Regions from separate parts of the Zea mays genome. Here region 2 is linked to region 1. The links are chromatin contacts, called in public Hi-C maps. All regions are on one chromosome and are shown on one strand. The core of a region is the stretch at or near the end of the contact, and the rest is flanking DNA. Distances in the headings are between cores, read along the strand shown.

Region 1 (5,869 bases), core at 1,154-3,653:
GAACAGTCACTGGTGCCTCTAGAAAAAGAACCAGATCTTTTGAAAAAGCAAAACAGCCTAGTATCGCAGCCCCAACAGCCAAAACTGAGATGAAAATCCTCTCGCGAAGCTCCTCCAGATGATCAAATATACTCATCTCCTTATCATCTGGAAGTAAGTCTTTGCTTGGATAGAGAAAATTATACAGAGCACTCTGTTCTTCCTGTGAGGGGCTTCTGAAGGAACCGTTTTCCACTGCCAAAGGTAAAATTGAGTTGTAAATTCGTCAAATATTCTGGGTGCAGTTATGTCACATACTCCAGAAATAAAACTCTAGCAAGGTAGAATAAAACAAATAAAAGATAATTCGTCATGTAACATGAAAAAATAGCTCAGGCCGGTACAAAGTGCAGTATGAGATACAATTTAGAATTTACTATATTGGCTAGCCAGCTCACCTTTAACTTTTTCGTTTCCAATATTTAACTTTTTCTGCAGACCATGTTTCTTTTACCTTCTTAATATAACAAATGGCGCAGTTATCCTGCGCATTCGAGAAGAAAAAAAACTCAAGCTGTAGTACACCAATGAGACCAGCACCTTAATGTTGAACAAGATGTACTTCTTTTGATGTCTAGCTTTATTATTTGTGCTCCCTCTGTTTCTTTTATAAGGCATGCGCACACGTTTCAAGGTTTAAACCTCATGATTCTTTACTGAGGATTATCTTAACAATAATTATACATGGATGGTGACATTACATTCATATATGAATTTAGTTTTCTGGTACAAGGCACCAAGCCAACAAGGTAATGCAAATCCCCAGTTCTACAATGACCCAATATACATTCCAGTGGACTTATCAAATCCGAGTAGTGAGGTCTCAGTTTTTTTTTTATCTTTTTCCGCCATTTGTTGCATGCGACCTTCCTTTCTTCCTCGTTCAAGCAAGATGTCAAATAAGAAAAGTAGTGATTAGATGTCCTTTTACACCACATTCTAGTGTCAGTCTGAGTGATTCACTAAATATGATTGGCTAGAGCAAATTGAAAAGGTGGGTAATTGTTTGATGATGCTTCCAAATTTTAGAGTTTGATGGAGTTGAACATATAAGTTAGTACTGGGAATTTCCACTAACCCTGGCAACAATTTATCCTAGCTGAATGCAGATATGGGGTATTTAAGGTATTCCCGCATTCAGTATTTTTATGATGAAATTATAACCCTTGTATCACCCTACATTAAAATGTAACGGTCTGATTCTATCTCTATATCTCATATCCAGAAAATGGAACTATATGATTACATCTCTCATATCTAGAAAAATTGTTGGATATCTGATTTTCCTGCCCTTTGTTTGATATCAATACCTCTTCGGTGGTCCGTCCTTCAGTATTTGACACATATGCATCCGTAGAAATAAAAAACTCAGCCACCCTAGGAGGAACTAGAGAGAAGAAACAGATACCCAAATTCGCCTTGATGAGAACTTGAACTTCGGGGTCGGAAGTGTGTGTTAGAATACAAGTGAATTGTCCACCTCTCTCCACCAGCTTAAGTTTTTGGGTTGGACTGGTGGGTGTATGCAGCTTAATATGGTATGAGAGCCAGATGTCTCGAGTTTGAATCCTAGTTAGTGCAATTAATTAAAATAATTATTGATCGCTTCTATTTCATATTTGGGGCCTGAGAGAGCCTTTTAGGTTGAACTGGTTGGGGTTGGGGCAACTTAATAGTGTGGGCATACACCCACACCCACAACCAACTGAGCTAGGATCTGACACACATATGCATATGCATCCCTACGAATAAGAGCAGATTCCCTACTTGCTGACAACGTATTAAGTGCAATGGACATTAAACCTTATCTTTTATTAGTTTTTAAAATTGGAAGTCAGAATTCTGACCTTTCTCGATCGATTGTTTCTGTAGATTAGGAATTTTCATGACACTACTCCGTACGATCCCTCCTACCCCAAACAATGTGAGCTCATATTCAGCATGTGACTAAGTTGTCTAGGAGCTCCACTGTAGCACGAGAGCAGTGCTAACTAAAAGGGCGGACGTAATGTCAGGCGTACCAGGAGGTCCTGGAGACGGATCCTCGAGTGCTGCGCCGATGCCGCTCGGAGACTCCTTCTGAGCCTCCCGGGGCCCGCCGTCCCCGTCGCCGGCAGCGCAGCGGAGGCGCTGCCCGCGGCGGCGCTCGGGCTCAAGCGCCGCGTCAGCTAGCGATAATAGAGGCAAGTTGCGCTGGCGTACGATGCGCCGGCTCTGGCGGAAGAGGACGCCACCGGAGTGCACCTGCGGCGACGGGTGCCAAAGCAGCGCCCCTGTGCTTCCCATCCCCGTTCCCGTCTGCACGACTGCACCTCGCCGTTCCGCTGGTGCACTACCCGGAGAAAGAGATACCCGGTGGCGGACAGACGATGTCACGATATTATCTCGCCCGTGCAGCTGGTAGTCGGTACAGTCAATGTCAAAGGGAGCCGCACGGGTTTCTCGACGTCTAGCGTGGCCAAAGTAAATAAAACTAGTTGATTTTCCGTACGTTGCAACGACTTATAACAATACTTATATAAACTATTCATAAACAAATTTCAAGATTTTTTATTGATTGTCACCGTCCTCGGTATATTTTTTTTGGCTAATTGATGTTATTATATGTTTCATCCAACATTGTTACTTCGTGGCAATTACGAACGTTTAAAACCAACAAATAACCTTTCATTTTACTGTTAGTGTGATAAATTATTGTTGCTCCATCCAATTCAGCAACTTAAAAACTATGGAGTCCATTGCACCAATGCGGTCTCAGAAACGACTTAATGTTTACAAGAGCCAAGAACGTTGTGTCGTGCTTCGACTGTAGCTTCGACCCATAGTGCTGGTCCGGCCCAACACAACTATATTTTTTTATTTACAAAATATATATGTATACATTTATATCATTTATATTCAATATTAAAAACATGTGAGCATGATGTTCTATTGGTTAGACAGTTTTACTTAGTGTCTCTCACCCTTCTTCCATCAGGGCATGGGTTCGAAGCCCATCTCCTGCACCGTTTTTTAACATTTTACGTTGATTTAATGAAATGAGCCGGACACGCGGATTTGTTTTACCGAGGTTCGGTTCTTGCAAACCTACTCCCCGTTGAGGTGGTCACAAAGACCGGGTCTCTTTCAACCCTTTCCCTCTCTCAAACGGTCCCTCGGACCGAGTGAGCTTTCTCTTCTCAAATCAACCGGGAACAAAACTTCCCCGCAAGGACCACCACACAATTGGTGTCTCTTGCCTCGGTTACAAGTGAGTATTGATCTCAAGAAAGAATGAGAAAGAAGAAAGTGATCCAAGCGCAAGAGCTCAAAAGAACACGACAAATCACTCTCACTAGTCACTAATGCTTTTGTGGGTTTGGGAAAGGATTTGATCACTTGGGTGTGTCTTGTATTGAATGTCTAGCTCTTGTAAGTAGTTGGAAGGTGGAAACCTTGGATGACTTGAATGTGGGGTGGTTGGGGGTATTTATAACCCCAACCACCAAACTAGCCGTTTGGTGGAGGCTGGGTTCCGACCGTTGGAGCTCTGACTGCTGGGCCTGCCTGGATGTCCGGTGGCACACCGGATATGTACTGTAGAGTGTCCGGTGCGCCATTTCGCGCGTGCCTGACTTCTGCGCGCTCTGGCGCACATTTAATGCTTCTGCAGGTGACCGTTGGCGCGAAGTAGTCGTTGCTCCGCTGGCTCACCGGACAGTCCGGTGTGCACCAGACATGTCCGGTGAATTATAGCGGAGCGAATTCCCGAAGCTGGCGAGTTCCAGAGTCGCTCTCCCCGGGGGCACCGGACAGTCCGGTGAATTATAGCGGAGCGCCTCTGGATTTTCCCGAAGGTGAGGAGTTCAGCGTGAAGTCCCCTGGTGCACCGGACACAGGCCGGTGGTGCACCGAACACTGTCCGGTGGCACCGGACAGTCCGGTGCGCTAGACCAGGGCTGCCTTCGGTTATCCCTTGCTCTTTTTTTGTTGAACCCATTTCTTGGTCTTTTTATTGGCTTAAGTGTGAACCTTTTGCACCTGTGTAACTTATAGATTAGAGCAAACTAGTTAGTCCAATTATTTGTGTTGGGCAATTCAACCACCAAAATCAATTAGGAACTAGGTGTAAGCCTAATTCCCTTTCACTAACGATTGACTCGGCACAATCAGCAGGCCGGCATAACGTGCCTGGGCCAGAGTTGTGGCCCGCGGGCGTCTGGCCCGTGCCAGGACGCGCCGTTTAGCTATCTATAGGCATGCAACAGATTAATTTGAAATAACTGTGATGAGTTATTTGTAAAAAGATGACGCGAGATGACCGTTGAAACTGATGCTTTAAGTATAGTATAGACTAGGCGAATTTCACACGTGTTGCTGGTAGCATAAAGAATATCTTAGCTTTATAAAACTGTAGCCAAACACCCCCAGCTTTACCAAAAATGTGAAGTTATGGCTAATTTTACCTTTTTCCTCGAAGTAGTAAAAAGGTGTAACACCTCGTCCAATCTCTGGACAGACAGTACTTACTCCTGGCAGCTCGCTACGATCATATATTGTCCCCACAGACCAATACAAGTCTTTTATGCACACTTTGTCCTCACTCATGCGCAACCAAGAAAACTTCTCAATCGGTCATCCATCCCAAATTACTCCAAGCCAAACACGTTTAACTTGGAGGTTCTTTCAAGATAGGCTTCTGAAAAAGAAGATGCACCTTGTTGATATGGATACTCTATTAATTCTATTAAGCCTTTAGCCAGGATATCATCATCCGAGGGGCCAGGATATCAAAAAAGGTGCTTCACCGACGCTAAACTTTAACAAACCCATGAAGTTAGGAGATAATTACCCACCATTACCATTAAAAAAGCATTCCGTTCAGTGTTTCTCTTCTGATATCGCTGGCGTCACTTCTTCTCTCCTTCATCACAGCGTTGCGCCGAGATGGGGATGGAGAGAGACGTGGCGGCAGGCGGGGAATCGACGTGGCGGTGGCCCACCTTTGCAATGTGGCGGCCAGCAACAATATGGACGTCTCACATCTCGGCGCGGCGGCGATTGATGGCTCTCATCTTGGCGCGACTACGGCCCACCTCGACGTAGATGCTGTCAGGAGCTAGGACTGCAAACGGGGTGGGTGTAAGCGGGTATTTTATGTGGGTTTAAAAATGGGTTTATTTTGGTGGGTTGTGATGGGTTTTGAATGTGAACGGGTTGGGTTGGGTGGGTTTTTTGTATTACGGGTCAAAAATGTTGATACCCATGGGTGTAGATGGGTTTGCATAAGGGTGAGCTTCCATGGATCTTCACCCATCCGTAGAGCGCAGGACTGTATTCGAGTCGACTCCCAACTTAGTCCCAAGTCCCAACATACACAACTCAACCCTAACTCCCCAAGTCTTCACCGTGCACCGGCGACCGCATCCTGCTTCCAGCCCCGGCGGCCGGAGTCTCCCCTCTCCCCAAGTCTTTGCCTCGGCAGACGGAGCTCTCCTGGCCCCTGCTGACGACCGACACTAATTAGACACTTTCAAACTTAGACGCCGACGCCACATGTCCCCTGGCGCATGCGCTCTTACGTACGAAGCAAACACACTGCCGCCCCAGGGACCGTTCACACATGGTTCTTTTCTTTACACTTCGAGGAGATTTATGCGTCGTTCGGTGTGCTTCTGAAGCTACCTAGATGTGCCTTCCACTGTTGCTAGCTTTGAGCTTGATCAGAGACTCTTTCCACTGCTGCTAGTTTATGTTTCTTGCCAAAAAGGTTATTGTTCATTAAGGATCTTTAACAAATGTTTTTTGTTATTCTCTCGAGACTTAAATGTTCATCGACCAAACTTGTTTT
Region 2 (5,869 bases), core at 2,043-4,542, 360 kb after region 1:
TAGAAAAAATGCATCTTATCACCATTGATGTCTTAAGCTATGAGATTATTAAATAATGGCTGGACTTGGAGCTCACCAACAGCCAATAGAAACTAGCAAACTTAATGGTATTACATAGGGTGATAGGGTACATTCAAAAATGCTTAATAAAAAGAGGATAGTTGATCCTCATCTAATCAAAAGATGTTCGTCTTTGTGATATGTACCATGGAGATCAAGGGAAGTCATTTTTTAGTAACACGTTTTCACAATGCTTTCAGTCAAACAATGAATAGTATGATGGTCTGGTGCAATTAAATTGCATTCTGCAATGAAAGAATAGACAAGTGCTGTAACAATAAAAGCACAGGCCGCTCAACTGAGTTCACTCTTGCAGGAAGCCATCTATTATTCTATTTATCTCACTAACAAATCCAGATTAAATTTAGGTAGAATAATATGGTATAAAATGTACAGGTGCATAAGCGGCAACATCACGTGCAATAAAGATATAGGTACTAAAACAGGTAATAAGGTCAGAACGCTGGAAACCAAACCTGCAAATGGCTGGCAACATTTTCCCTGGTTAAGCCTGGGACATTCATCAATTCCAAAATTTTCTTTGGGACAGCTTCTGCAGAAAATAAAAACAAATAAGCATGATGGAGAAGAGTTGACTTCGTTTAAGGTTCAGGTTTTTTTACAGTAATCAACAATACTCAAATTCAATCAAGAAGGCACATAACTGGCAATATGAATTTACAGCAAATTCTTGTCAATAAAAGTAAGAACTACAAATACAAGTAGCAAAATCTTACTGTCTATCCCGAGGTGATTGACTGCATTCACAAATTGTTGATGAAGCTCAACTGACCAAACAACTCTTGGTTTCTTTGATGTAGAAGAAGGATCACCATTTTCGAGGTCAGTTTCATCATCTTCTTTCTCTCTTTTCTTTCTCTGAGATTTCCAGCTGCCATCACCTCCATCATTCGCGGAGGAAGCGTATTCATTATCATTATTGGTTGGTCTGTTACGATCGGTGTCATCTAGGCTACCAGAATGCTCATGGTCCTTGTTTTCATTAAATTTTTTCCTAATAACATGTTGCCAGATGTTTTTCAGCTCCTCCATTCTGACAGGTTTTATTAAATAGTCACATGCTCCATGCTTAATTCCGTTCATTACAATATCCGTTCTTGAATCAGCAGACATCACTGCAAGTTTCATCAACAATTATTAGTGGTGTTTCGACGCCAGATGTTAACATAATGAATAGAAAAACAGGAACAAATATATACTCACTGATAACTGGAAGGTCCATCTCAAGGCCTACAAGTTCAAGTAGCCTGAATCCGTCCATATCCGGCATGTGGACATCACTTATTATAACATCAAAACCACGCCTATTCTCTCGCAACATAGTTAGTGCTCTTGTAGCCTGAGGACATGTTGTCACTGTAAAACAAAACAAGAAAAGCCAACAAGGTTTAAACTTAAAAAAACATACATAAGGAAAATTCAACAACACAAATCAACCAAAAATTGAGACTGGCACATCCGTTTATTCAAGAACAGGCTAATCTAGCTAGATTCTGTCCCTGTGAAATAGGGAAAGGTTCTTGAAAATGTGGGGGGAAGGCAAACCGAGTGCCGAAGACTCCCACATAAGGCTTTGTTTGGGTACTCTAGTATTCACCCAAATCCACATGTATTAAAGTGGATTGGGGTGAAAATTAGTTTAATTTACACCCCAATCCACCTCAATATATGTGGATTGGGGTGAATACTAGAATTTTCAAATCAAGACCTAAGTGGGATTTGGAAAAGGGATAAACCGAATCAAGCCTCACCCCACAAATGCGGAGAGGCTTCTTCAAACCTGCGACCTAACCACAACATCAGGTCTACCATTCGTTCCTGAAAATATGGATCTAAGAGAAAACAAACAAAACCCATAGCATGCGATATTGTATTATGCCGCAACAAGAATAAAAGAATACAAATTCAAGACAACAATAGCAACAAGTATTGGATTATATATTTAAATTGCAACTTAACGGGAAAAAACATATCAAATACCGATGCTTGTCGTGGCTAAGAAAAGCATGCTCAGTAATTTCTCAGGATTTGCATTCGGTTAACATTTAGGGACCCATCCTATGTCTAGCAAAGGGAAACTAACTTGTACTTTTCACCTCTTTAGATCTTGTACCGAATTAGAAGTAGCATTCAAATCATGCATTCTAAGGCAAGCTGTGCCAGGATATGTCTAGAATATGACAAATACATCAGGAAATGGACATAAAAAGGTACTATGTAACCGATGCCCTGCAAAAACAAATTTAATCCTGGTTCTCCCCCACTCATTTTCCCTGTACACACATGTGGTGCTAGCACCCACCACAACAGAATCACAAGAAACAAACATTTCAAGGAATTATTGGTTTCATATATGGATATTCCCATACTAAATGTAACTTGGAATGATGCATCCAGAGAGTATTCTCATTTAAACATAACCCTAATATATGATTATCAAGAAACAGGTGCATCACCGATCCACCACATATACACTAGTGGTGGAATCCGGATTTAGCTGCGTCAAATCCTCGAATTCTAATCTTGATACTTCGATAAATGCATAATCACTCCGAGGAGCAAGCAGCACCACTAGCTAGGCACGTACACAGATTTCCCACATACTGTATAACGCATCCACTCAGATCTCCCTATGCAAATATATACCATCAATCAAACTATGCCCAAATAAAGACACGTTAAAATTTACTTAAAACACCCATTATAGAATTCTGAAGGTTTCTTAAATTGATAGCGGGACATCTCAGAATTCCCCAGAATTTACGGTAGGAGCGTGTGAATCGCATAAAAGCACGCGCCTTCCCGGACTACAAACAGATAAAACCGTAGCAGGCATGAAACAGAAACAACCATATTAAGGGTTCTTAACCGATAGGAACAGGGAAGCAATCAATCGCCTCGCGCCCAGTAAACGCCGAGGCACGACAAAGCAACCGAACGAGGGTAGGAGAGGAGCGGGGCAGTTGCTCACCGTCATATCGGCACTCAAGGAGCATCCTCTTGAGCACAACGAGGCACGTCGGGTCGTCGTCCACAACCAGCACCTTCATGCCCACGGGGAACTCCCCTCCCCGCGCCTTTGCCGCCGCCATCTCCTATATCGAGAAAACCGAGACCTCACCACCACGCTCTCTCCCGTCCAAATCACACCTCCATCGTCGCCGTAGACCGGCGCCTAGCCGCTCGCCAGGCGGCGCCTCGGGAGCCGCCGCGATTCAGAGGCAGATGCCCCAGGTAGGGGCGGGGAAAGGGAACAGCGAAGCAGGGAGGGAGAAGAGGTGGGATGAAGAGGAGACTAGATCGCTAAGCGTGATTAGTAAAGCAAATCACGCGATTGGCCATGGGTCAGGCAGCGATTACGAGTCACTGACACCGCTGGCAGGGCTCTGCCGCGTCCTGCGGCTGCGGCTCCCTGTCTCAGCTTGCTTTCCACTTGCGGCGGGGCGGGCCGGTCCGCGGCGCCCTTTTCTCTCCTTCGAGATGGCTGCGTGCGCGCTTAGCTGGCCGCTACCGGGTGGCGGGTGCTTCCTTTAAGAAAAACGGCACGAATTGATTTTGTTTTGATTTCCTTCCATTTTTTTTTTTGGAGCCCCCATATGGTCTTGAGCTTTCCATCTTTTGCGACTTTCTACCGATCAGGACTCTTGCTGGATTGCCTCAGATGAAGTTGATGAGGAATGTAGTATCGCTTTGGTTGGGACCGTCGGGCCCATTGCTTATGCTTGCGGATTCTTACTTCTTAGAATGTTGATTTTTGAAGGTGGCGTTTCAAATTTGAATTTTTTTAATCTAAGAGCACAAATTGTATAAAGTGCGAAAAACTTTACTATGCATGTGAGAATGCTACTCAAATTAGGAAGGGAACGGGATGGAACGTTCATCAATGTTACCGTGGACCGAAGTGATAGATAAAATGACAACGATTCTAGAATTTAAGGTTTATTGGTGGGGATGCTTCATTGCCGATTAGACTCAAGGGAGGGGTTTAGTGGTGGCGGTCAGCCTTGCACGGCTGTGGTGACGAGTTGAAGTAAAGTGTATAACGCTTCATCTAAAAATGGCAATTGGTATCCGCTACCTAAAATTCGGTGAGTTTTTGCTTTATTCGGGTATATATTTGAACTATTTTTTATCCATGAGTTTGTTAATGGGTTTAAAAAAATCTAGTGGGTACATGGACATGACTTTGTTCTTGCACTGCCTATACCTGAAAATCCATGGGGTTTTAAAACTCGCCTTAAAACCAACATAACTTGCAAACATGTCTTATGATATTATTGATTAAATATATTCTAGTTGAAACGGAATACTTGTGGTGAAAATTTAGGCTAAATTGATTTTTGTTGTTGTTTCTCTTATCATTGCTTAATAATATATTGGTTTACGCGATAAAGTATTTTTCATGTTAATGTTAGTGGGTACTCATGGCATGAGTTTGGGAAAAAATCCATAATAGTCATATATGTGTTTTTAGAGGTCATGTTTTTTTCTTCCTGCGCATGGGTTTGGGCAAAAGATACCTAGCGGGTTTCTACCCGCTGTCATCTCTAATCCCATCCTGTTAATAGACTATATTAGTTGTGAAGTTGACCCATTTAGCCTATGTGACACATGTTTGATTGTGGTTGGCGGGTGTAGTACCACCATGGAAAGGTTAGGAGTGTGAGGGTCAGGTTACAATTTTTGTTGTTCTAAACATAGCATCTATGGGTTAACTCTTTTATGTGAAGCAAGGACAAAAGTGTAAGAGAGGTGCTACACGTATGTAGGCCTATTACACATATGAAGTCGGGCTATATAAGCGGATTTTGGACGCAGTGTGTTACATATGGTACCAAAGCATCAATTGTTGTTGCATGTGTCTACGTAGGGGTGTACCAAGAGGGGCATCTGGTGAGCTATTGAGGGCATCAGCCTTGAAGGGGTGAACATAACATCTATCCTGTTAGTAACATGTAGAAGTTGTGGAGTCCATGAAGCGGGAACTAAAGTGTAAGAGAGGTACTACGCGTATGTAGACTCATTTTTCACATAAGGAGGTAGGTCATATAAGCATATTTTAGATATTGAGGGATGTACCAAGAGGGCATCTAGTAGCTATCGAGGGCATCATTCTTGAAGGGGTGAATATAACACCCTATCCCGTTAGTATAATCTGTAAAAGTCCATGGAGCGAGAATGAAAGTGTAAGAGAGGTACTATACCTATGTAAACTCGTTTCACATATGGAGCCAGGCCATATAAGCATATTTTAGATCTGGTGTGTTACAAAGGGAACAAGGCAATGGGGCTTGGGTGTAAAACTGCAAGTGGTGTAGGATAAGTTGATTGGACGAAGCCAGCGATGAGGACAAGGAGCCATCAAAGATAGAGCCATATAGTCGATTGAGACTAGGGAATGACAAGAAAGGAATGGTGGTGATAGACAACAGGCAAGGGTGTAGTTGAGGAAAAATAGATGAGAAGAAATAAATTATGTGTTGATACCTATATTAACGTGCTTGTGTTAGACATGAGCTTCCTACAAAGTGAGTATCCTAGGCAGTAGGCACAACAACTTGTTACTCAAAACTACAATGTTAAATTTGCTTGAATAAGTACTAGTTTTACAAATGAGTACTAAGGTTTTATCGAATTGTAATGTAAATCATTTCACGTCTGTAAATATGGATGATTTATTAAAATTTTGCAAAGTCCATTATCAAATCAAATAGGTGCATATAGCAACACTTGGTCGCAATGAGCCTTTGGGCTGTGTCCATCGATCCTATGTTTTTATTTTTATCTA

Evidence for each region. Hi-C and Micro-C count contacts between places; a contact is called where the count stands out from the background.
Region 2: a Hi-C map of ear shows a contact between it and region 1, with 2.2 times the contacts expected there. The contact joins the promoter of LOC541639 here to the promoter of LOC100279882 in region 1. A contact is called at or near these places in 5 of 25 Hi-C or Micro-C datasets (bundle sheath, ear, endosperm and 2 more).

The regions. Positions count from the first base shown.
Region 1 is chr9:151,735,148-151,741,016 of Zm-B73-REFERENCE-NAM-5.0, forward strand. LOC100279882 (Sec-independent protein translocase protein TATC chloroplastic) reads right to left here and starts at 2,404. Exons shown (of 4, transcript NM_001152835.1): 1 at 2,061-2,404; 2 at 1-234. The coding sequence starts at 2,325.
Region 2 is chr9:152,097,687-152,103,555 of Zm-B73-REFERENCE-NAM-5.0, forward strand. It overlaps LOC541639 (response regulator 10), which reads right to left and starts at 3,293. Exons shown (of 6, transcript NM_001111394.1): 1 at 3,053-3,293; 2 at 1,285-1,437; 3 at 798-1,196; 4 at 537-613. The coding sequence starts at 3,173.